Regions from separate parts of the Mus musculus genome. Here all the other regions are linked to region 2. A link is a contact called in public Hi-C and HiChIP or PLAC-seq data. All regions are on one chromosome and are shown on one strand. The core of a region is the stretch at or near the end of the contact, and the rest is flanking DNA. Distances in the headings are between cores, read along the strand shown.

Region 1 (3,306 bases), core at 126-2,625, 95 kb after region 2:
TATGTATGCCCATGTCACACCTTCAGAGTTTTGCTTCTCCTATCGTTTACCATTTAAATAGTTCTTACTTTAAGGGAACAGGGTGATGGCACAGTAGGACCCAAGTACACATGCCAGCACCTGCATTAGGCTGCTTACAGTTGCCTGCTCCAAGCAGGGGATCTGATACCCCTAGTCTCCATGAGCATCCACAGATACAAATAATTAAAAATAATTTTTAAGAATAGTTTTTACTTTAAAAATTTAAGAAACATATTATCATTTGTATTTGCTTGATCAACTTTAAAATAAAAAATTGTCTACTATAGGAAGCAGAGGAAGCCCTGAGTGTGTGTAGTCCTGGGTGAATGTGTAGTGTCAACATGGGCACAGCCATGCCAAGGTCTCCAAGGCCTTGGACCCATGGGAAATTGTCAAAGCCATTGCCATGTGGGCCAGGTTCAAGAGGGAAAAGCTTTCCTCCAGAGTCTTGTGTGTAAGGAAGTGACCTCTGAAAGCAGCAACTGAAGCTCCCTCCTCCCAGATATTTACAGCCTCAGCCTGACTGCTGTTTACAAGACTAGCCCCTCCCCACGTCCAGTCCCTAAAAAACACACTGAGGTTCTGAGTTGCCCACGGTAGCAAGTAGTAGTACCCCATCTGACCCCTGCTTTGCTGTGTGTTGTCTGTGCGTCCTTTCTTCATTCCCTCACCATCCCTAGTCAGGGTTTCAGGACCCAAGACAGTAGGGTCTCAGCAGTCTACTATAAGGCTTTTGATCTGTGTTGAAGAGGAATAAAAATATAGGAAGGCAAAGTATTAATTATTTATAATCAATTATCAGTGCAAATCAAGGTTTTTCTTATAATATAACCAAAAGACAGAGTTTGGAATATGGTTGATATAAACTATAGTTATTTTGTAATAATAAAAGGGAAAAAGAAGGCAACGTTTTATTTAGTGCACACACACTTTTTTTTTTTTAAGTTTAGGACCTTCCACATCGTACAGTTTGTGAACTCAGTTGCTTCTCTTTTGCTGTAATACCATCAGGCTTTTCAGTCATGAGGGCTAATGTGGATTCACCCATAGTTTTAAACCTATAAATTCTGATCCAATACGTTACTTATCAAACAGTTATTTGCTGAACATTGTCAGTATTTCAGGCTCCATGTTTGACCCTCAAGATTCAATGCTAAACAGACTGGCATGGCCCTTCCTGTTCATAGAGTTCAATAACCAAAAGAAGGACAGGCAAGCGTCAGAAGCACAAGATAAAGCCACGAGGTAAAAAGACAAGAACCATCCAGAGTTCACAGCGATCAAGAGAAGCCCTTAAGGCTGAATGATAATGAGCAAGGCAGGGAGAGAGGATGAGGAAAGGGCCTGTGACATGTGACATGTGAGCTCAGAGGCAAGAGAAGTGCTGGTAGAGCTCAGAGAGGCTTAGTTTAGGGAAAGTGTTGCAGGGAAGGGAAATGGCAAACAGGTGAACAAGGGGTCAGACAGAAGCCATGTCCAAACTATTCGGTCAGTGGTAAAGTTCAAAACAAACAAAACCTATCCTGAACATAATGCCTGGCCAGGGAAGAGTGTTGAATAGTCAGTCATATAAAATACAAGTCAGGGGTATCCTCCCTGATGCAGTGCGAAGTGGGATGTCAGGACCAGGCATGGTTACATATACCTTTTATCTGAGCACTCCAGAGACAGAGTCAGGCAGATCTCTGTGAATTTGAGACTAGCCTGGTATTCATAGTGAGATTCAGACCACCCAGGGCTATGTAATACTATCTTGAAAGGAAATGGGTTGGCAGAAATAACTGGAATAGGAAATTGCTAAGAAATAACAAAAGAACTTGGTAGGTTAGCAGTATAGCTCTGTGTTAGAGTGTACACTTTGCATGTGCGAAGTGCAAAGGTTTGATCACTAGCACTGCTAGTTAACTGTTAAAAAGCTTTGATTTCTTTCCTTTCTTCCCTGTTTTCTGGTACTCATACTCAGATAGCTAGTATAATGCCTAAGTACAGTTGACACTCAATAGCAATATCATTCAGACTACATAGGAATATAGTTCACCTTAAACTGCACGCCTTGTTCATGATACCTATATTATCATGTCTTGTATATAGGTAAAATGAGCTATTTCTTCCAAACAAGATTATTAGGATGAGCTACTAAGAATATTTCTAAGTCAAAAACTTCATATCAGAAAACATGTCTCTTTTTAAAACAAATTCATGAAAATCATGATTTAAGGTAGAAATTTTAATTCCATCTCAACACACTACAGTGTCCAAAATGTTCATAACTATTTGAAGTTTATATTTAAGGCATTTCTAGTATAGGGGAATGCCAGGGCCAGGAAGTTGGAGTGGGTGGGTTGGGGAGCGGGGGGGGGGGGGAGGAGATAGGAGATTTTTGGAGAGGAAACTAGGAAAGGGGATAAGATTTGAAATGTAAATAAAGAAAATATCTAATTAAAATTTTTTAAATATATTTAAGGCATTTATTTGCACTGCCTGTTTATAGTACTCAATGGTGCCATCTAGTGGTAAAAGAAGATTCAGCACTATTACTCTGCTTCGGGGACAGGTTTTGTTTTATTTCAAGTCAATTTTATATTAAAAGCTTGATGTAAAAGCCAGACACAAAGTACAAAAATAATTATTGTAAAATTTATATACATGATTCTTATAAATAACATACTAACATACAAGGAATAAAATAAATAAATAACATTCAAGGAATAAAAGAAAGAAGAACAATGTTAGATATCATAATTTAGCCCTGACTGTCCTAGAACTCAATCTGTAGGTCAGGCTGGCTTTGAACTCAGAGATCCCCTGCCTCTCCCTGAGATTAAAGTGCTGGGATTAATGATGTATCCCTCCACCACTTGGTTTAAAACACGTTTTTCAAAAGATACTTGAGAAAGTGAAAAGAGCAGCCCATAAAATGAAAGGAAATATTTACAAATTATTTATCTTGCAAAACTCTGCTATATACAATACATAAAGAGTTATTGCCATTTGAAATCAGAAATAGACTCCAACTGAGATGTATGAAGCAGAGGCTGGAGATGTAGCTCAGTTAGTGAACTATTTGGCCAGCAGTTCAGTTTCTATTACTGTATAAACCAGGTGTGGCAGCACATACCTGGAATCTCAGGTGGAAACTAAAGGGTCAAAAGCTAAGGGTGGGCCAGTGAGATGGCTAAGTGGGTAGAGGCACTTGTGTGCAGGCCTAACAATCTGAGTTGGATCCCCAGATTCTGCAGCACAGCGGGGAAAAAAAATCAGAATTGTACTCTGACTGCCACATAT
Region 2 (3,125 bases), core at 291-2,790:
AAATTTGAACAAAATAAAATCAATACTTTCTGTGAAGGATTCATAATCCTAGGCTTTCATTTTTTCCATTTTTAAATGTATTTTTCTCTCATATATTATACACTGACCACACTTTTCTATCTCTTCTCTCCTCCTTGTTCCCCCAACCCCCCAATACACTCCTCCTCTATCTCCCTTCAGAAAAGGGCAGGCCTTCCAGGAATATCAACTAAACATAGCATACCAGATTGCAGTAAAACTAGGCACCTCCCCTTGTATTAAGGTTGAACAAGGCAACCCAGTGGGAAGAAAAGGGACCTAGAAGCAGATAAGAGTCAGAGTCAGACCCTGCTTCCACTGTTAGGAGTCCTACCAGGAGACCGAGCTATACAACCATAACCTACGTAGAGTTAGGTCAGCCCCATGAAAGCTCCATGATAGGCAGTTCAGTCTTTGTGAGTCCTTGAGTCTATGTTAGTTGATTCTGTGGGTTTTCAACACTGATGTGACAAATTAATTTTTAAAAAGAAATTTCCAGTCAGCAACCATTACCCTGATCATATCTTCTCGTGTGCTAAGTAGAGCTTCTACCTCTGAGCTACATGCATAGTCTGTAAGATTCTCTATTCTAGATGCCATTAAGAACATCTGTATGAGGCTGGAGAAGGCCCAGATGTTAAAAGCATGGAGTGGTTCTCAATAAATGGGTTGTGACCCCTTTGAGGGTCCAGGAGTCACCAAAGATCCTCAGAAAACCAGATGTTTACATTATAATTCATAACAGTAGTAAAAATATAGTTATGAAGAAGCAACAAAAATAATTTTGTGGTTGGGGTTCCAAAAGGTGAGGAACTCTACTAAAGAGTCAAAACATTAGGAAAGGTTGAGAACCACTGTTGTAGGGGACTTAAGTTCAGTTCTCAGTACCCATATCAGGTGGCTCACAGCCTCCTGTAACTCCATGTCCATGAGGATCCAATACCTCTTGCTTCTGGGGGCAGGTGCATGTGTGCATGCATATACACATATGCCCCCCCCTCTTGTAAATAGAGATTTGTATCTGGGTGTGGTGGCACATGCTTGTAATTCCAACACTCAGGAAGTTGAGATAGAGAGGTGAAGAGTTTAAAGCCAGCATGGGCTACCAAGGGAGCATCCATTCAAAACAAAAAACCTAAAGAACATTCATGATTTAGGGAGGTCAGCTCTCAGGGCATTGTACATTCTAGACAAGTCCTCTCCTACTATACTACATCCCTAGCCCTTTTCATTTTATTTTGAAACAAGGTCTTGCTAACCTGGCCAGGCTAAGCTACCTTCCCAGGTGGCTAGGATTATAGGTATGTACTACCATACCTGGCTTATTTTGAAAGATTTGCTGTTTTAGTATTTAACTATTAAATTTAAAATATTCCACAGGTACAAAATAGTACACTAGTTATTGAGATTATTCCAAAAGTTCCTCAAAAGTTAAAGCAAAATTATCATATGCTCTAGCTGATCTGCTTACACATACATCTCAGTCCAGCGATGACTCAGTCGGTAAATCCTGATGAGGTAAGTCCAATCATCAGCATTTATGTGAAGGTGGAAGTAGGGAAACAATACAATGAAGTTGTTCTCTGACCTTTACATTGTGTTATAGCATTGGTGTAGCCACACATGTTATATACATATAATACATGTTTAATGTGTATGGATGCTATGGCAACACTATTTTTAATAGCTAACATCTGGTAATGACTCATGTCTATCACTAGGTCAAGGGATAAACAAAATGTGGTATAATATGATGGGATACTATTCAGTTAAAAATAGATGAAGCATTGATAGCATGTTACTTGGACAAATTTTTTTTTTTTAAGATTTATTTAATGTAAGTACACTGTAGCTGTCTTCAGACACACCAGAAGAGGGCATTAGGTCTTATTACAGATGGCTATGAGCCACCATGTGGTTGCTGAGAATTGAACTCAGGACCTCTGGAAGAGCAGTCAGTGCTCTTAACCGCTGAGCCATCTTCCAGCCCCTTGGACAAATCTTATAAGCTAAATGCGGTTGGGAGGATGGCTCAGTAAAGCATTCAAAAGCATGAGGACCTGAGTTCCATCTCTAGAAGACATGTAAAATTGTTGGGAGTAGTGGTACATGTAATTCCAGCCCTGGGGAAGTAGAGACAGGAGGATCCCTGGGCTTGCTGGCCAGCCATCATAGTTAAATGAGTGAACTTCAGGAGAATGAGAGATCCTATATTGAAATAGGTGGATACCTCAGGTTGTCCTTTGGCCTTCATATGTACCATGCTTGTGCATGTACACATGTAAATACACATATACACATTTTTTTTGAGTTTTCTGAGATAGGGTTTTTCTGTATAGCTATAGCTCTGGCTGTCGTGGAACTCACTTTGTAGACCAGGCTGGCCTCGAACTCAGAAATCCACCTGCCTCTGCCTCCCGAGTGCTGGGATTAAAGGTATGTGCCACCACGCCCGGCTCCATGCACACATTTTTAAAAATGTAAGCTAACTGAAAGAATCCAGGTACAAAAAGTCACATGTTATCTTATTCTTTTCATATGAAATATATAGACTAGGCAAATTTGTGGAGACAGAAATTTACATTAGTGATTACCAAGGGAACACAACACAGAATAGGAACACAACACAGGGAAGTTTGAAAATATTTAAGTTAATTGACTTATATACTCAGAATAATAATACTTGGTTCCTTTATGCTTAGGATTCACATAAACATTTTTCTTCCTTTGAAAATGTTTATGTAAGCTTCTTTTGTGCATATGTATATGGACATGTGTGGCATAGCGTGTATGTGGAGGTCGAAGGACAACTTATGAGTGTCAATTCTGTCCTACCTTGTAGGTTCTGGGGATTGAAGTCAGGTTATCAGACTTGGCAGCAAGCACTTTTGACTGCTGAGCCGTATTACTGGTCCAGATATCCTTATTTCAAGATGAGTAATAGTTAGGCCTAAATGATTTAAATATTTGCTTTCTTTTTTATAAAATATGAAAAATCCCACTTTTGGTAGTGTAGAAGATAGCACTACAGAATAAAGTGAAGCAGTTTGAAGATGACCTAAGGAGCCACTGGCTTTTTGGAAAAATCCTACTTAGAAAATTTATTG
Region 3 (3,554 bases), core at 883-3,382, 75 kb before region 2:
CAAATAGATTTGTGGTTGGTTAGGGATGAGGGGCAGGAGGCAGGGAGGCAGGGATGGGGAGTGCTTTCTAAAGAGTGTGGGGGTTTTTTGTGTGGTTTTTTTTTTTTTTTTGAAGTTCAAGCAATGATCTAAAATTGAATGTAGTGATGATTCTGTATGACGATGGATATTTTGAAAGCAGTGACAGCCAGACACAGTACAACACAACTGTTGTCCCAGATGCTAGAAAGCTGAGACAAGAGAATTGAGTGGGCCTAGGATATTTACCCATTTACTTTCTTTCTGACAAGGCCTCAGGTACCTCAAGATGACTCTGAGCTTCTGATTTGACATCACGTCCCAGATGCTGGGGTTACAGGCACATAGCAGTTAGGGCTGGAATCCTGAGCCTTAAGTGGACTAAGCAAACATCTAGCAATATAGCAAGACCCTGTCTCAAACAACCTGTAACCCCAGCTACAGGTCTGTGTGTGTGTGTGTGTGTGTGTGTGTGTGTGTGTGTGTGTGTGTGTGTGTGTGTCTGAAGCAGCCTGTCTGGGTTACAGGATGAGTTCATGGCCACTTGGAATAATTAGCAAGAATCTCTCTCCAAACAACAACTCGGGTTGCTAGCCCTGCAGAGTGCATGTACCCACTGAGCCGTCTTCAGCCCCTCTGTAATTTCCTATTTGTCTTTTAAAGAAATACAATCAATCCTTAGTGTACATGGAGGACTAGTTCTAGGTACCCGGATGGATGGCTGTTCAAGTCCCTGCTAAGAGCTGCCAGAGTGTGTGCATACAGCTGTGCGTACTCCTCAGTAGAATGCAAATCATCTCCAGATTATGTGTGACACCTAATGCAATGCAAATAGATGCCACACTGCATTGTCTAGGGAATAGTGGCAAGAAGTCAAAGTCTGTGGATGCACAGAATCATCTGCATATTGAGCTTCTAAAGAAGGGGTGGCCTGAGTCTGTGAAAGGAGAACTGAAAATTCGGATGGACGATTAATACCGTAATACCAGCAGCAGGAAGTTAAGGTGTAGGGTGACAGATTGCATATATATATATGCATACATATACATATACATATATATAGATATATACATACTCCTATTTTATGAATTTTCTTCAGTGAACAGAGAAAAATGAGAGGTAAAAAAAGTGCTCGTGTATGGGGCTGGAGAGATGGCTTAGTGGCTAAGAGCATTTGCTGCTCTTGCAGAGAACCCAGGTTCTCCTGGCCTCTGAGGGCACCTGCAAGCACATGACATACATACTGAGAAGCAGGTGTGTGCACGCACATAAAATTTATAAAGCTAAATGCCAGTTTAGATGGAGAAATAAAGTAAGCAACTGTTTTCATTTTAAAAGAAGGAAGAGAGCCAGGTGGTGATGGCATACTCCTTTAATCCCAGCACTTGGGAGGCAGAGGCAGGCAGATCTCTGTGAGTTTGAAGCCAGCCTGGTCTACAGAGTGAGTTCCAGGACAGCCAGGGCTACACAGAGAAACCTTGTTTTGAAAACAACAGCAACAAATGGAAAAGGAAGAAGGGGGAGGCAGGGAGAGGAGGGGGGAAGGCGGGGGGGGGGGGCAGGGTGGTGGTGGAAGAGAGGTGTGTGTGTGGGAGTTCTTGGTAAAGTTATTTGATTCTTAGCACAAATACAAAAGTAAAATCAAAGCAGCCACATTTACACTCACAATGCCTTCTCCATGCTTTAAGAATGCTTATGTTTGAGCATCTGTGTGGTGAGGTGTGTTAATCTGGTAGACTTGTATGTGAGAGCATGGGTGCACGTGTCCTTGCACTTGCAGGGAGGCCCGAGGAGAACGCAGAAGAATGTCCTAAGCCTTTCCAGACAGGGTTTCTCACTGATGGGCAAGCCCCAGGGATCCTTTTGCTTCTACCTCCCAGAAGCTAGGGTTATAGGCTAGATATAGATAACTCCAGCTTGAGGGGTTTTTATCAACTTGACACAAGCTGGAGTTATCTGGGAAGAGGAATCTTAGTTGGTAAAATACCTCCATCCTATTGTCTGTAGGCAATTAATGATTGACATGGGATGACCCAGCCCAATGGGGCAGGGCCATTCCTGGGCAAACGGGCATTGGTGGTATAAGAAAGCAGCGAGCAAGCCCCTGCCGAGCAAGCCAGGAAACAACATTTCTTTGTGGTTTCTGCTTTAGTTCCTGCCCCAACTTCCTTCCAATGAAGTGCTGTAAGCTGTAAAAAAAAAGAAACCCTTTCCTTCCCAAGTCGTGGTATTTCATCATAGCAACAGAGACCTATGTTAAAAACAAAACCAAAAAAACTTAGTGATGGAATCTGAACCTAGGTCTTCATGCTTGTCCAGTGTTCTCACACACGGAGTCACCAACGGAGTCTCACGCGGCTCAGGCTGACCTCGAACTTCCAACATAGCTTGTTACAAACTTGGCCTCCTTATCCTCCTTCCTCTACTTGCCTAATGCTGTTACCAGCATTTGCCAACGCACCAAGCTCTCCATGGGTTTCACAGCCTGTTCCTGAACTGAGTACCATTCACTCTTGCAAGACAAAGGTTTAACTCCAAATCCGTGACCTCTACCCTGCAGGTCCCCATCAAAGCATCCCTGATTCTCATCCAGTAGAGTGGTCCTCTACTATTGTGCCTGCGGCCTCTACTATTGCGCCTCCGGCCTGCCTGCATGGAATAGCTTTTTTTTTTTTTTTTAAGTTCTTCACATTTTTATTCTTTGTGCACAAAGACTAGCATGATTGGTTCTGCTTGGTAATCAGTCGAACAATCCATTCAAGGTCGCTTAGTCCAACTTAGTCCTTAGTCATTCGCGTACTGCCGGAAGCACTGGCGGCACAAGTTCAGCCCGTATTTGCGGATCAGACCGTGGCGGTTAGAGCAGACGCGGCAAGAGCGGGAACCCTGGCCGAACTTCCGTGGGTGACTCCAGTAGAGCTGCTGGTGACCCATCTTAGCATTTTTATCCCCAGTGCCCAGCTCATTCCTTCTATCCCCAGAGAGTTCTGAGTGGGATCTCCAGAGGGATTCAAGTCCCATGGATTGGACCCCAGGTGGCGCTGTCTGCCCGTGAAAGAGTCGAGGAAACCCAGAACCCGGAGCCTCTGGTCCCGGCAGCCAGCGATGAAACCTCAAATTCCAATCCTGCTTGTCCTCGCAACATCACCCCATGAAACATCATCCCACGCAACGCATCCATGCCTGGTTTATTCTCATTCTCTCTCTCTCTCTCTCTCTCTCTCTCTCCACCTCCCACTTCCCCAACCCCACTCCACCCGCCAAATGACAACTTTCAGGAGTTGGTTCTTCTTCCATCCTTCGGGTCCTGAGGAGCAAACTCAGGTTGGTTGGCTTTGCAGCAAGTAGCGTTATCCACTGAACCATCCTACCAGAACTCGGCGCCTGGTTTTACATTTCAGCATTTCAAGGCTGGATGCCAGAAGAAGTGGGTAACCCGCAGGCTATCCCAGCTGTTTCCTGGGGGACCTAACTTTCCCAGAAAATGGCATGAATATCGTTATTTCTTTCAGAATGCCACCTAAGTCTTTCTGAGG
Region 4 (3,440 bases), core at 244-2,743, 78 kb after region 2:
ATTCAGCTTTTTAGTCTGGTTCCATATTTGGCTCCATTTTGAATTGATTTTTGGTCAGATTAAGGATCTAGTTTCGCTCTTATATGTGGACACCTAGTTTTCAAAGGACCATTTGTTAAATTCCTTCATTTCCAATGAGTATTTATGATGATTTGTCTAAGATGGGTGCTTATTAATGTGTGGGTTTATTTCTGGGTCCTCCATTCTGTTCTATTGCTTTATGTCTGTTTTGTGCCAGTACCATGCTGGCTTTGTTATTATAGCATATTATCTTTCATATAGCTATAAATGAGGCGTTTTACTCAGTTACAAGAAGATTTAGTATCACATAAGCTCAAAGCTGATGTTATTGAGAGGAGTTAGCTTTCCAAGTTCAGATGCTTTAAAATTTTAATTTGAGCTGGGCATGGTGTTGTGCAGCTTTAATCCCAGCACTCTATAGTGGAAGGCAGAGGCAGGCTGATTTCTATGAGTTCCCGGCTAGCCTGGCCAATATAGTGAGTTCTAGGACAGCCAAGGGTTAAATAGAGAGACCCTGTCTTAAAATAAAATTGAATTTGAGATTAGAGATCTTAACACAAGCTATTAATGGAATTGAGAAGTATGTGGAACACTAAGATCTGGGGTTTGCTTGCTGCCCTAGTTTCTGGGCATGTTAGGTCTTCTCTGCATCATGTCTCAAAGAATTTCCTTCCTAATAGCCTTTCTGACCGAGAACTATCTTGTGTCTTCTAGCACATTAATTTTCTTACTATCTAGTACCTTCTTTGTTTCAACTTCTATTGAGACACCAATACATAAGTTCCTCTTGCCCTTTCCACTTTTAGTAACACAAGTTTTGAAATTTCATGTAAAACAAGTAGAAGAGTAGTTGTGTTTACATCGAGACATCTAAGGCTTTAGATAAGGTGAACTCTTGACCATAGGAAGAAGTCATGCCAGGTGTATCAGTTCAACCTTGCAATATAAGCACATGGATGTTCAGGGTGACTAAGACAAGAATCACTTTGGTTTCAAGGCCAGCATGTGTTACCATATGAGACCTTGTTTCAAAATTCTGAATTCAAATAACTATGTATGTATGCATTGTTTTGCTACAGGAGCCCTCCTCCAAAGTACACTGATCATTTCACTCTGCTTGTGAACTGGTGAGATCTTCTTTACCCATCTGCAGAACTGTGGCTAGCAATACCCTGTGCATAAATTGCAGTAGAGGGGTTCTTCAGATACACATTTTTCTTTTTACCTTTCATCATCTTACTAATGAAACTCAGTGTCTCAGAAGTAACTTCTTACATTTCTTAGTTAATTTATCACTTCAAAGTAAAGATGAGGGTATAAGTAAGGAACAAGAGAGGGCGACAGAAATAGATCAGCAGGTAAGAGCTTTGTTCTTACAGAGAACCAGGGTTCAATTCCCAACACCCACATGGTACCTCACAACCATCTGTAACTCACAGAGGATCTGACACCTCCTTCTGATCTCACAGGCACCAGGCATATGAGTGGTGCATAGACATACATGTGAGCAAAACATTCATACATATAAAATAACATAAATAAATCTTAAGAAAAAGAGAACAAGATTACAATAGTTTCTACTCTGAACCAGTGAAAACTAATATTAGCTTTCCCCTTAGAGACCTTATTTATCTTTCTAGCACTAAAATAGAGAGTGTTTGCTTTGTCTTGAGTGACCAAGCAGGACCAATACAGTTGTGGTTCATGGGGAGTTTCCAGAGGACACTTTTGGTGCTCTTCCTCCTCCTAGCCTTTGGTAAAATATGCAAATGTACCAGGAAACTGGGGAGGTTTTTTTTGTTGTTGTTCTTACCCCGAATAGAACTCTTCTAAACTGTACCTGTTGAGAGTGTAAATTCAGAAGTTTGTTTTTTAAGTGAAGGAAGCATATGGGGTTTTTGTGTGTGTGTGTGTGTGTGTGATTTTTGTCAGCTAGGATTTTTTTTCCATCAGCTGCACGGAAAAGGGAATTTTATCTGCTATACTGGGTTTGCCTCATTTCCTCTTAAGCCATGATTAATTGCAGCTAGATATTTAGAATTTATAAGACTGAAAATAGACTTCAAGTCAGTGGAAAAGTGAAAGATTATGAAAGATAGAATGTTTAGACTCTTAAAAAGTGCTTTTTAACCAAAGAGTACACACCAGGGACCCATGGCTCCAGCTGGATATGTAGAAGAGGACTGCCTTATCGGGCATCACTGGGAGGGGAGCCCCTTTGTCCAGTGGAGGCTCAATGACCCAGGGTAGGGGAATGCTAGGGCAATGAGGCAGGAGTGGGTGGGCAGATGGAGGAGCTCCCTCATAAAGGCAGGGGGATGGGGGAGAGGATAGGGGTTTGTGGTGGAGAAACTGGGAAGGAGGATAACATTTGAAATGTCAATACATAAAATAACCAATAAAAAATGTAAAAAATAAAAGGGCTTTTTACAGCATACCAGCCTATATTTGATAGTATATTTGTGAAAAATAGACAAAAATATGAGTGAATATTTATCCAAGCTTAGTGAGTGTTAGAGTGTGATTTTAAAGCAAAGACAAGTGATACATGGAAAAATAGTAATAGATTTAACAATTCCAAATTTTAACACCCTCCCTCAAGTACACACACGCACACGCACACCTATATGAATTTATGTGCACCATGTACATGTAGGTGCCCACGAAGGCTAGAGGGAATCAGATCCTCTGGGAATTAGAGTCACAGACTTGTGAATTGCCTGCCTGATGGAGGTGCTGGGAACCTAACTCTGGTCCTCTGCAAGAGCAGCAAGCACTCAACCTTTGAGCCATCTCTTAGCCACAACAAACTCAGTTTTTAAAAATGCATGACAGTAACAATACGTGACAATTGAGCTAAATGCTTTACATTAAGTCTTGTGCTTTACATCTAGGTGAGGGTCCTAGCAGACAGGAGGGTTAGAGATGCTGCCCTAAAACACAAGGTTTATAATCCTGGCCTGCTTCCCAGTCTTGCAGCACATCTCCTTGCTGCTTTCTACACTACCACTCAGCAGATACCACTTCTGTTAGTCTTCTGTTACAGCAGTATTCTACTGAAACATACTAAGTTTATATTAGTTGGGATAAAGACTAAATGACTAAACTAGAGAGACTCCAAATTATGATGGTTCCTACAAGATAATACTTCTCATACAGTAGTTTAGGGTTAATAAATAGGTTCTACTTTCTGAAGTTATCCAAGGATGAAGGTACCAGGACAGCTCCATTGTTTAACTCTCATCATTGGCCTGACCAACATTAAGGACTCACTTATTTGGATTATAGCCAGTGAGTAAGAGAATGAGATCATGGAGTAGACACACCTATTTTCCTGAGATCTAGTCTACAAAGTCGCATGCATTAATTACTCCACTCAAGTTATAAAAAGAAAGCTTAGTGACATGGCCATACCTAGC

Evidence for each region. Hi-C and Micro-C count contacts between places; a contact is called where the count stands out from the background. HiChIP or PLAC-seq counts read pairs in DNA pulled down with a chosen protein or histone mark.
Region 1: a Hi-C map of bone marrow-derived macrophages shows a contact between it and region 2, with 38 read pairs. The contact joins two enhancer-like sites. A contact is called at or near these places in 2 of 15 datasets of contacts at CTCF or cohesin (the NIH/3T3 cell line and pro-B cells), 9 of 484 Hi-C or Micro-C datasets (the Ba/F3 cell line, CD4 T cells, the HPC-7 cell line and 5 more), 4 of 115 datasets of contacts at active chromatin or transcription factors (astrocytes, bone marrow-derived dendritic cells, embryonic stem cells and 1 more) and 3 of 9 other capture datasets (adipose tissue, liver and pancreatic islet).
Region 3: a contact with region 2 is called in an H3K4me3 HiChIP or PLAC-seq map of bone marrow-derived macrophages, with 2.5 times the contacts expected there. The contact joins two enhancer-like sites. A contact is called at or near these places in 1 of 484 Hi-C or Micro-C datasets (CD8 T cells) and 5 of 115 datasets of contacts at active chromatin or transcription factors (the HPC-7 cell line, bone marrow-derived macrophages, embryonic stem cells and 2 more).
Region 4: a Hi-C map of bone marrow-derived macrophages shows a contact between it and region 2, with 38 read pairs. The contact joins two enhancer-like sites. A contact is called at or near these places in 2 of 15 datasets of contacts at CTCF or cohesin (the NIH/3T3 cell line and large pre-B cells), 11 of 484 Hi-C or Micro-C datasets (the Ba/F3 cell line, the C10 cell line, CD4 T cells and 7 more) and 7 of 115 datasets of contacts at active chromatin or transcription factors (the 230-238 cell line, embryonic stem cells, hepatocytes and 4 more).

Annotation. Positions count from the first base shown.
Region 1 is chr7:101,229,121-101,232,426 of GRCm38.p6, forward strand. All of the region lies in intron 8 of Fchsd2 (FCH and double SH3 domains 2), which reads left to right. Among named protein-coding and RNA genes, the nearest start is that of Gm50587, 28 kb to the right of the region's middle. Within about 2 kb of position 1,376, at least 15 of the 459 cell types and tissues checked have an H3K27ac peak or open chromatin away from gene starts, as enhancers often do. A contact at or near this core is called in bone marrow-derived macrophages, where this site is marked.
Region 2 is chr7:101,134,086-101,137,210 of GRCm38.p6, forward strand. The region is part of intron 2 of Fchsd2 (FCH and double SH3 domains 2); the gene reads left to right. Among named protein-coding and RNA genes, the nearest start is that of Fchsd2, 27 kb to the left of the region's middle. Within about 2 kb of position 1,541, at least 6 of the 459 cell types and tissues checked have an H3K27ac peak or open chromatin away from gene starts, as enhancers often do. A contact at or near this core is called in bone marrow-derived macrophages, where this site is marked.
Region 3 is chr7:101,058,524-101,062,077 of GRCm38.p6, forward strand. It overlaps the pseudogene Gm5735. Among named protein-coding and RNA genes, the nearest start is that of P2ry2, 48 kb to the left of the region's middle. Within about 2 kb of position 2,133, at least 92 of the 459 cell types and tissues checked have an H3K27ac peak or open chromatin away from gene starts, as enhancers often do. A contact at or near this core is called in bone marrow-derived macrophages, where this site is marked.
Region 4 is chr7:101,212,233-101,215,672 of GRCm38.p6, forward strand. The region is part of intron 8 of Fchsd2 (FCH and double SH3 domains 2); the gene reads left to right. Among named protein-coding and RNA genes, the nearest start is that of Gm50587, 45 kb to the right of the region's middle. Within about 2 kb of position 1,494, at least 48 of the 459 cell types and tissues checked have an H3K27ac peak or open chromatin away from gene starts, as enhancers often do. A contact at or near this core is called in bone marrow-derived macrophages, where this site is marked.